Regions from separate parts of the Sus scrofa genome. Here region 2 is linked to region 1. A link is a contact called in public HiChIP or PLAC-seq data. All regions are on one chromosome and are shown on one strand. Each heading gives the region's core, a stretch centred on a gene start, on an enhancer-like site or on the middle of the called end of the contact. The rest is flanking DNA. Distances are from core to core; before and after follow the strand shown. Region 1 overlaps ZNHIT6 (zinc finger HIT-type containing 6). Region 2 overlaps DDAH1 (N(G),N(G)-dimethylarginine dimethylaminohydrolase 1).

Region 1 (4,622 bases), core at 1,892-4,391:
TACATTTAATTAAATTACATTATACATTATAAAACTGTTTGTTGCAAGGAGAGCCTGACTGCAGCTTTGTAACCACTACCTGGTAGACCCTAGATCCAAACCTAGGCCACCTGCTTCCACAGCCTGTTCTTTGCAGAGAACCCATGCCCTCAGCGCCCTGAATGACCACAGTGCACAGCCTTCGATCGGGTGGCGATGGGCCCCGATCCCTTGTAATCCTCTCTGGGGACTGTTAGCTTACCCTTTGGCCACGTTTCTCATCAGCTCTGGGAGAAAGGAAGCTGGGTCCCCTAGGCACTAGAAAGTGGAAGAGTGTCCGCACGCTTAGAGCACGATGCAGAGGTGCCTCGGAGGCGGCACGGCCATGGTGGCCTGGCTTTCCTGCGTGGCACTCTGCTGGGGTTCTGATGAGAGGTGTACGCTCAGATCCAGGGAGGCCAGGTCTCAGCTCGTTGGCACAGCTAGTGTGTGTTGACAGGACAGGCGCAGCAGTAGGTCCACAGTGATGTGATGGGTCCAGCTCCCAGCAGACTCTAAGCCTCATCTCAGAAGTGTACTGCTTCAGTTTACCTCGCAACTTGATGTTACTCTACGAAATTGATCCTTTCTTGTTGTTCGTAATAATTTGTATCCAACTTTATATACTCTTCAGAAGGAATAATGGCCTAATTCGTTGAATCTCTAGGTGATTCAGATACTTCATTTTAGCCAAAGTGCTTCAGCCTCCTCTCCAACCAGACCTCTCCGTGAATCCCTCACAGGTCACCAGTGCATTTCCAGTCCCTGGAACAGCGTCTGGCACGTGATAGACCTCAGTACATGTGTACCGAGTGAGAAATAAACACAAGCAAGCAGTTGAGTGAAGAACTTGAAAGGTCGGCTTCATAATTCCGACTCTGCATCTCCTTGAGTAAAATACTTCTCAGGGCTACAGTGCCTTCACAGGGGAGACAAAAAAGAATGTAGTGACGTTCTTGCTAACTCTAAAATAATCTAATTCTATGCTATAGTCAGTTCATGAACCATTTAACCTTTAAGCAAAAGTTTTTTGAGAAGCTGGTCAGACTTCCCAATAAAGATAGAAGACGTAAGAGTCTGTACTCAGCAGACTTGTATTTTTAGCACCCGAGGAAGCATGTGTTCTGTTGACAAGAGTAAAGCTACTTAAAATTCTTATATTAATTAGGAGAAAATCCATAGAGGAGGAGCGGTTTTAAGAACCAAAGCAGGAAGGAGCTGGGGTTGGCAAAGGAAGTACCTAGATGTTACAGGCACCATGCAGCCCGAAGGAACGTGTGGAGGTTTCGATTTCTGTCATGTCATCTGTCCCCAGTGAAATGTGACCGTTGTTTATTTGACTGACATTCCCAATAAACTATGGGGTTTATTTCTCTGAACTTCCCTTACTTAGCAGGTTATCTGTACATTGTACTGAATAAATATTTGAGGAATTACTTGATGAATGGAAGCTAGGCACTGTTCCCACTACATGTTCACATGCATTAATTTAATGAAGATGTAATAATCTCTACGAGATAGAATCGTAGACTCTTAAGAAATTAACTTACTTAAAGAAACCAGGTTACAGTTACAAAGCCAGCATTTGGACTCTCGGTCAAATGAGTTTGGCGAGCTACACCTAGTACACTGTTAACGTTAAATCTTTGCAAGCCAGCTGATAGGTAGATAACCTCTCCATCATCACACTGGTGAGGGGACTGAGTTACCTGAGGAGCCACAGCTCGAAAGGACCAGTGGGAAGACTGGCACCCGGGCTTGTGAATTGAGAAGGAACTGAGCTTGTGGGTGAGGGTGAGGAGAGGCGAGCACATGGCCTCTACGACGAGAGCTTTGTGAGGCCCTCTTCAAAGCATGTTTTAGAATGTGCACTGGGTGGCTTTAGTGCCCTGCCTCCTGTAGCTTCTGGGCCATCCACAGACTGGCATCCTCAACCAGCCTGGTTCTGAGCCATCGAGATTCCTCTGCATTAACTCAGTAGTGGCTGGTGCCCAACTCAGGCCCCCTGGAGGTCTCGTTTACATGTTTATGCAAATTACATAGATGGTCCAAAACAAAGGGCAGCAAACCGCTAACTCAATGACCGTATTTTTTTAATATGAAAACTAAGGGAAATTAGATAAACATTTTAACTTGACAAAATTTGCTTCTGAGGTGATATGGACAATATGAGTTACAAAAATTGCCATGTGGGAGTACTTGGAGAAATTTTAAATAATACCTAAAACTTTTAAACAGAAGAGTTAGCTGTCTGACCCCTATACGTAGTTTGGTTTTGTGTTCTAGTTGGAGTTTATACTATCCTTTCTTCTCCTAGTCTGGATCTTCATTAAAATGTACTTTTTTCCTTTTCATTCGGATTTTAAAAGCTGTTTGGTTCATTTAATCCCTTCTCTTTCTGTTCTATTGAAATAAGTTTAGAACTTGAAATTTCTTATTTTAAAGGAATTTGGTAAGTGTGAATCTAAAACATTTAGTTTATAATCGATTCAGGCACCTTCCTGAATTTAGTTAATACAAACCATACTTTAAACACATCTGGCTGCAGATGACGAACTGATTCAGGTTAATTTTTTAACAGCAAGAGACTCAGCTGTGCACCGTTGGAGTCAGTTGCCCTTTTAACCTAGAAACCTAAATTAAGAAACAAACGCACAACTCTTAAAATACAGGCTAATGGCTGCTTTTGTCAGATAAATATCAAAACTTGTAGGATTTTAGAGAGGAAGGGATCTTGGGGATCCCTCATCCGATGACCTTATTTTATAGGGGAAGACTTTGTGGCTTAGGGGTTGCTATTAGATTGTTAAATTTGGAAAACATTCAAATTGAGTTTCAGTACTCTTTAGGGGGTGGGAGGGGAGATGACCTAAGGGTTGTCAGTGATCAGATGTGAGATAGGATGGTTTGGGACTCTCTTTTTCAAATTCTCTGTCCCTTTTTGAATCACGAGAAGGTAAAAATAAATCCTGATTTGCTAATAAAGTGCAGAGAAAGAAGTTCAAGACCTTGGCCAGCTTCTTTGAAAGGTGCTAACAGAGCCAGGATTAAAAAAGCATTGCCTTCAGTCTCGCCGGTCGTCCCTGGACTCCCTGTGAGCCTGCTGTGCTCTGCCCTTGCAGGGCCCCGAGCAGCTGCCTTTAGCAGGGTCAGCCTGAGGGTGAACAAGGCCAGCAGCAAGAGGAGCTGTCTGAGAGGGTCCCTAAGGGCAAAGAAAGACAAGTTGTTGGTGTCGTAATTCTTTAAAACCCAAGTCATTGTCTTAGAGAGCAGAGGCCTTTTGCCAATGGGAACATCAGAGTTGGTGAAATTTCAGAAAAGATGAAGCTGTCTTTAGGATTTAGTGACTTAATGGCTTCCAAAGGAGCTAACACCTAAATATTTGGGGCACTGCCAAGCCAGACTCTACCACTTGCCTCAAGATAGTAGAAAAAGAAGCACTCAAGGTAGTGGTAGCCCTTGGAAGTAAATGTGATATGAAATAATCCTTTGAAGGTGATACAGAAAGTCTGCATCTCTTAGCCCCAAGCTAAGAGATGCAGACTACTGCCTTTGGAATGGATGAGCAATGAGATCCTGCTGTGTAGCCCTGGGAACTTTGTCTACTCGCTTATGATGGAGCCTGATAATGTTAGAAAAAAGAATGTGTACATGTATGTGTAACTGGATCACCATGCTGTACAGTAGAAAATTGGCAGAACACTGTAAGCCAGCTATAATGGAAAAAAATAAAAATCACTATTTAGAAAAAAGTGATACAGAAAGTTGTAAGGCTACATTTCAAACGCAGAATGCATAAAAAGGCAAATATGGGTTTCAGTGCTTCTATAACAAGTTCCATTCTTTGTTACTAAGCAGCGACCTTGTCCTGAACGAACATTTCTGTCAGAATGTCCTGTTATTTTAGGTAAATGCAAACGTAAAACTGTGTTCACAGCTTAATAAATGAGCTGACAGGTCCTGTGTTTTCTCATGTAGTGCTCGTGATCACTCTTGGAAGCAGTGCTGTTATTATCTCCATTTTAAGCATGGAAACTAGGGATGAGAGGGGTTCACTTGCACAGAATCACAGACCAGTAAGTGATGGAGCCAGGACTTGAACTCAGAGTGTTAGATTCCAAACCCAAGCAACCGGAAGTTACTGCTTCATTTAATTAAATCCCACGTCTACAAGATGTCACCTCACATGGGTTCGATAGCCTTTCTTTGTAGATCGAACAGGTTACATAATTTACTTAATTACTGGCAAATATTAATGGTAGACTAAGATTAACCACCAGTAGTAGCAAAAGCAGCGAAGCTCAGAATTTCAAAGATTATCTAGTGAAATCTGACCTCTTTTAAGTGACAGACTGGAAATCCAGAGCCTGGAAGCTTATTGACACTCAATAGCAATATTGCCGTGAGTAGAAGTTTGCAACGTCTTAGGGTGAACACTAACTAAAATCCGGTGGTTCTAATTAAAACCACAAGACATACCAGATTCTTACTGCATTTGAATAAAATATTTTTAAAATAATCCATTATAAATTCTTATGTAAATATTCATATCCTAAGTGCTTTGTACAGACCCTGCATGGCACATAAAATAGGGACTAGTGTTT
Region 2 (4,998 bases), core at 1,078-3,577, 260 kb after region 1:
TACACCACAGCTCACAGCAATGCCGGATCCTTAACCCACTGATCGAGACCAGGGATCGAACCCAAGTCCTCGTGGATGCTAGTCGGGTTCCTTACTGCTGAGCCACCACGGGAACTCCAACAGGACCTGGTCTTGATGCGTGAACATTTGTGCCAGAGAGGGAAAAAAAGGTTAAACTTCACATCATCACTGATAGTGACAAATATTAGAGAAGCACTTACTTTTAAAAATAATCATATGTTGATTCTACTAAAGAAGCATTGTTGTATCAAAGGCCGAAATGGCTTCGAGGGCAAAGCGGACGACTTGGAATCCAGATCCATGGGTTCTGCTTCCGGCTCTGCCTCAGCTCCTCTCTCCTGTGCTCGGCCTTGGCCTGAACACAACAACGCTGAATTAGCCTCGCTAGGGAATGAGAGCTTTGTTCCTCATCAGAATTTCACGGTGGGCAGTCAAAGTGAAGGACCATGTCTCAAATTGGGCAGAAAGTCGCAATTATTGAATCGTAAAGCGCCCAGCAATGTAGATAGTTCCAAAGTGGGCCCACTGTAGCCTCTTGACCGCTGCGACATCCTCCTTTCAGTGGCTGGAAGTGATGGGAGACTGGCACTTAGCTGAACATTTTCACGCTGGCCGACGAGGGAAAGCGGCAGTAGACTCCGTCCGTCCTGGCTCCATTTTTCCTTGAGGAGGCTCCCCTGACACGTGCAGCTATTGAATTGGACGTGTGACAACATCATGTCCTAATTCATATATAAAAACCTGAGGGGAGAAAGGTAGGGTTTCCAGAACCTTTCATTGCTGTCTCTTCTGAAGAAAGACGTTTTCAAAAGGCAATTGAGAAGAGGCCACAGGAGTTCCCGTTGGGGCTCAGCAAGTTAAGAACCAGACATGGTGTCTGTGAGGATGTGGGTTCGATCCCTGGCCTTCCTTGGTGGGTTAAGGATCCAGTGTTGCTGCAGGCTGTGGTGTAGGTCATAGATGTGGCTCGGATCTGGTATTGCTGTGACTGTGGTGTAGGTCGGCAGCTGCAGCTCCGATTGACCCCTCGCTCAGGAACTTCCATATGCTGCAGGTGCGGCCTTAAAAAGAAAGAGAGAGAGAGAGAGAGAGGCCACAGATGCGTGTGAAGCTCGGCTTCTTGAGCCTCATAGAGCAGTACTCCCTGAGAGCATCTCTGTGAAAGATGTGGTCGCAGGCGCAGGGACACTGAGATGGATGAGGAACAGGACAGGGTCCAGGGTGACATCAAGCAAAGTCTTGAGTGGCACAGGGTCCTGGTGGAGGTGGTGGGAGTTTGAGGAGGGCGTGATCCCAGGGGCGGGAGTCAAAGTCTGAGTGATCCAGGATGACCAGCAAGCCGGGGACGCCCAGGGACACCAGACAGGACAATGGGGGATCTATCTTATAGCCAACAGACGATGGCTGGGACAGGGGGTGCGTGCGGGGAGAGAAGGAGGCAAGGCCGAAGAAGTGAGTGGGGCTGGTCCCCACTCAAAGGAATTGGGGTCTTCTTATCTGAAGGCTGTGGGGAGCCGCTCACAGTTTCTCAGCAAATTATAAAAGGGGAGATTTCAGCAAGAGCTCTCTGACGTTGTGCCTAGAATGACTAACAGGAAGGAAGATTCGGACTAAGAAAACTCGTTAGATACCATGACACGGTCCGGGAATAAAGGCGAGGAGGCCTGGACCAGGGGAAGCAGCCCGCGGCCGTGGGGTGTGGGGTGCAGGGGGTGAGTTCTACTTAGAGGAGCAACGCAGCTGATGAGTCTGGAAGGTGGGAGGGAGAGGGAGCGGGTCGGCCCTTGGGCGGATAATCACAGCACTGCTGTTCTGTGCCAGGCACTGTTCCGGGCCCCAGGGGACGAGGATCGAGACGGTCCTTCAGAAATGGCTCCCAGATGGGGTGCCTTTGGTGGAATTCTCAGGAAAGAGCTCAAGCCCCCCTGTCCCCGTGAATTGGGTTCCCTCCCACACAGGCACAGACCGTGGGCAGAAGGCGTTGCTGGCTTTCACTGACCTAGGTTCGCATTTTGAGAGTTGAGCTGCCCTCGGACAGCTCCTGCTGCCAGCAGCTCTGGTGACCTCCGACGTGCAGGCCGGTGAGGCTCCAACGGGGTTGGCTCCCGTTTCAGTTTCCATTGGCAGAGGCTCATCTGAACTGGGAGTCTCTGTCCTTTACCCTTTCCCATTTATGTTTTATTATCTTTAGCTACTCGCTCTCAAAGCACAGGAAAAAAACCTCTTGAACATTTGCATGCTCCCATCTCGGGCAGTGTCCTGTTGTTTCTTGGCTGAACGGAGCTGGCAGAAGAAACCCAGGATGGTTTCTGCCTCATGGGCTGCAGCTGTCCATCGCAGCATGACCTGTGTGACACTCTGGCCAGGCCAACACCAGTGCCCAGTGCCCTTGATGTCGAAGGGATTAGGGACATGTGTCCGCTGAGCTGCAGGCAGGATGGCTGGGGCGGGGCTGCTGTTTCTCCCTGGACACCGCGTGTATTAAATGCCTGGGTGTGGATGAGTATCCTATTGCTGGGCCGAAGGCTAATAAAGCATATGGTAAAACGTAGCCCCCGAAGTGGAAGTGACATTTGACCTTCAAGTTGTTCTCCAGCTTCTGGGGAAGACACCCACGCTGTAGGTACGGCACTGCGACAGGGTCCTCCTTAGAAATAACGACGTGCAAGAGAAGCAGATTGAAAGTAAACTGCCGGGGGAGGGTCGATCAGGCGTTTGGGGTTAAAATATACGCACTACTGTGCATAAAGCAGATAGCTGGCGAGGACTGCTGTGGAGCACAGGGAACTCTACTCAGTGTTCTGTAATAACCGGGAAGGGAAGAGAATCTGAGTGTGCCGGGGAAGGGAAGAGAATCTGAGTGTGCCGGGGAATCCCTTTGCTGTACATCTGAAATAAGCACAACATTGTAAATCAGCTGTGTTTCAACTTTTAAAATTTTAATTGTTAAAACAAAAAAGTACATTTGCCGTCACCTTCCTGCAAAAACCGTTCCAGGATTACTTCTCTGCTCGTAAGAATCACTGTTTCTCCTTGTTTTCCTCTTTCAAAATGTCACGTTAGTCCAGCAATCTTTAAGAATATTTCTAAATCTGTGTTTCATTTCTGGTCACTGCTGTACTTGCCTCGGTATCACTCAAACACTTTCTGCCTACAGATGTAAAAAGCTTGGAGGGAGGTGACAACAAGCCACTGGAGATAGGTGACAACAAGCCATTCCCTTTTATCTCTTTTTGAAGTGGGACCAAGTTCAACGCTGTGACCGTATGTCCAGAGATGACTCTTGGTACAGAGTCTCAAAAGGGAAAAGCTAATTAGGAGCTACATGAAAGGTGTCTGTTACATTCTGTGCACATTTTCTTTTTTTATGATTTTCATTTTTTCCATTAAAGTTGATTTACATTCTGTTACATTTTTATCTTTTCCATTAAAGCTGATGTGCAGTGTTCTATCAATTTCTACTCCACAGCAAAGTGACCCAGTTTTATATATATGTGTGTGTATTTTTCTTTTTCTCACATTATCCTCCCTCCCGTTCCACCACAGGTGACTGGATATAGTTCCTGTGCACACTTTCTAATCTTTCGTGTCTTTTCCCGTCCACACCCTGGCAAGTAATAAGAGCCCACTGTAGATGAGCTCCTAGCAGCGGTAACATCACTAAGAGTAAAAAGACTTTTGAGGTGTGAACATCATGCTAATTTAATGTGAAGAGTCCAAGTCAGTGGTTCGCGAGTGTTCTCGCACCTGAGAGTCACACAGCGTGCCCGTCTAAACGCACATCGCCTTTCTGGGGTACGCCAGAGGAAACTCTGCTACCACAACCCCAGCGTGGGGCCGGGGACCGCGGCACGATCCAGGTGCGGGAAATCCGTGGCCGCACCGGCAGGAGCGCGTCAGACACCAGCCGACGGCAGCATTTGAGGGCAGAGGCAGGAGACTGGCGCCGAGAGTCCCTCACCGTGTCTTTGGACAGAAAACGCCCCTCGTGTGGTTCAGAATAGCATCGTGGGGGTTCCCGTCGTGGTGCAGTGGTTAACGAATCCGACTAGAAACCATGAGGTTGCGGGTTCGGTCCCTGCTCTTGCTCAGTGGGTTAATGATCTGGCGTTGCCGTGAGCTGTGGTGTAGGTTGCAGACGCGGCTCAGATCCTGCGTTGCTGTGGCTCTGGCGTAGGCCGGTGGCTACAGCTCCGATTCAACCCCTAGCCTGGGAACCTCCATATGCCGTGGGAGCGGCCCAAGAAATAGCAAAAAGACAAAAAAAAAAAAAAAAAAAAAAAAAAGAATAGCATCGTGGCGCGTGAAATGACTGGCACCTCCAACGACCAGCTCTCACGGGTAGGAAACTGGCAGAACGTCACTTGGTTATGGAAACACGAACCCCTGTGGAAAGCTAACTTTTCTTTGAAAGCCTGTGTCTTGGAGTTCCCTGGCGGCTCAGCAGGTTAAGTATCCACTGTTGTCTCTGCTGTGGTGGGGGTTCGATCCCTGGCCCAGGAACTTCCGCAGGCCAGGGGCTCAGCCAAAAAACCTACTAAAATTTTAAAAATAAAACCCAGTGTCTTTTTAGGGGGAGATGCTTGCAGAACAAACAGTCTCATGTATTGCATCTGGGGCCTTTCGAGTACGCGGTGAACACTCCATCTCATTAGGACCTTGGCTTTTAGACTTAAATGGGAAGGCCTGAAGCCCTGTGGCTGGAAAACAAGCTTGAGACTAAATTCTTCAAGTAGAAAGAGTGGAAGGTGGAGGGAAACGAGATCTCTGCTTGGGGAGGAAGTGCTGTGGTCGCGTCCCCGAGCTGGTGGGGAGAACCTGAGAAGGGGCCCCGTGGAGCACCCTGGCTGGTTGAAGCCAGAGCTTCAAGGACAAGTGCCCGTCGCCTGGGAGGCGGGGCCCGGGGGGCTCTCTGTCTGTTCCAACCCAAGGTTGAGCTCAGAGTCAGTGCACTTGGAGGAGGTTGATCAGGAGGTT

Evidence for each region. HiChIP or PLAC-seq counts read pairs in DNA pulled down with a chosen protein or histone mark.
Region 2: an H3K27ac HiChIP or PLAC-seq map of skeletal muscle shows a contact between it and region 1. The contact joins two enhancer-like sites. A contact is called at or near these places in 1 of 47 Hi-C or Micro-C datasets (heart right ventricle) and 1 of 2 datasets of contacts at active chromatin or transcription factors (skeletal muscle).

Annotation. Positions count from the first base shown.
Region 1 is chr4:130,332,435-130,337,056 of Sscrofa11.1, forward strand. The region is part of intron 8 of ZNHIT6 (zinc finger HIT-type containing 6); the gene reads left to right. Among named protein-coding and RNA genes, the nearest start is that of ZNHIT6, 37 kb to the left of the region's middle. Within about 2 kb of position 3,142, at least 7 of the 83 cell types and tissues checked have an H3K27ac peak or open chromatin away from gene starts, as enhancers often do. A contact at or near this core is called in skeletal muscle, where this site is marked.
Region 2 is chr4:130,594,579-130,599,576 of Sscrofa11.1, forward strand. The region is part of intron 4 of DDAH1 (N(G),N(G)-dimethylarginine dimethylaminohydrolase 1); the gene reads left to right. Among named protein-coding and RNA genes, the nearest start is that of BCL10, 48 kb to the right of the region's middle. Within about 2 kb of position 2,328, at least 12 of the 83 cell types and tissues checked have an H3K27ac peak or open chromatin away from gene starts, as enhancers often do. A contact at or near this core is called in skeletal muscle, where this site is marked.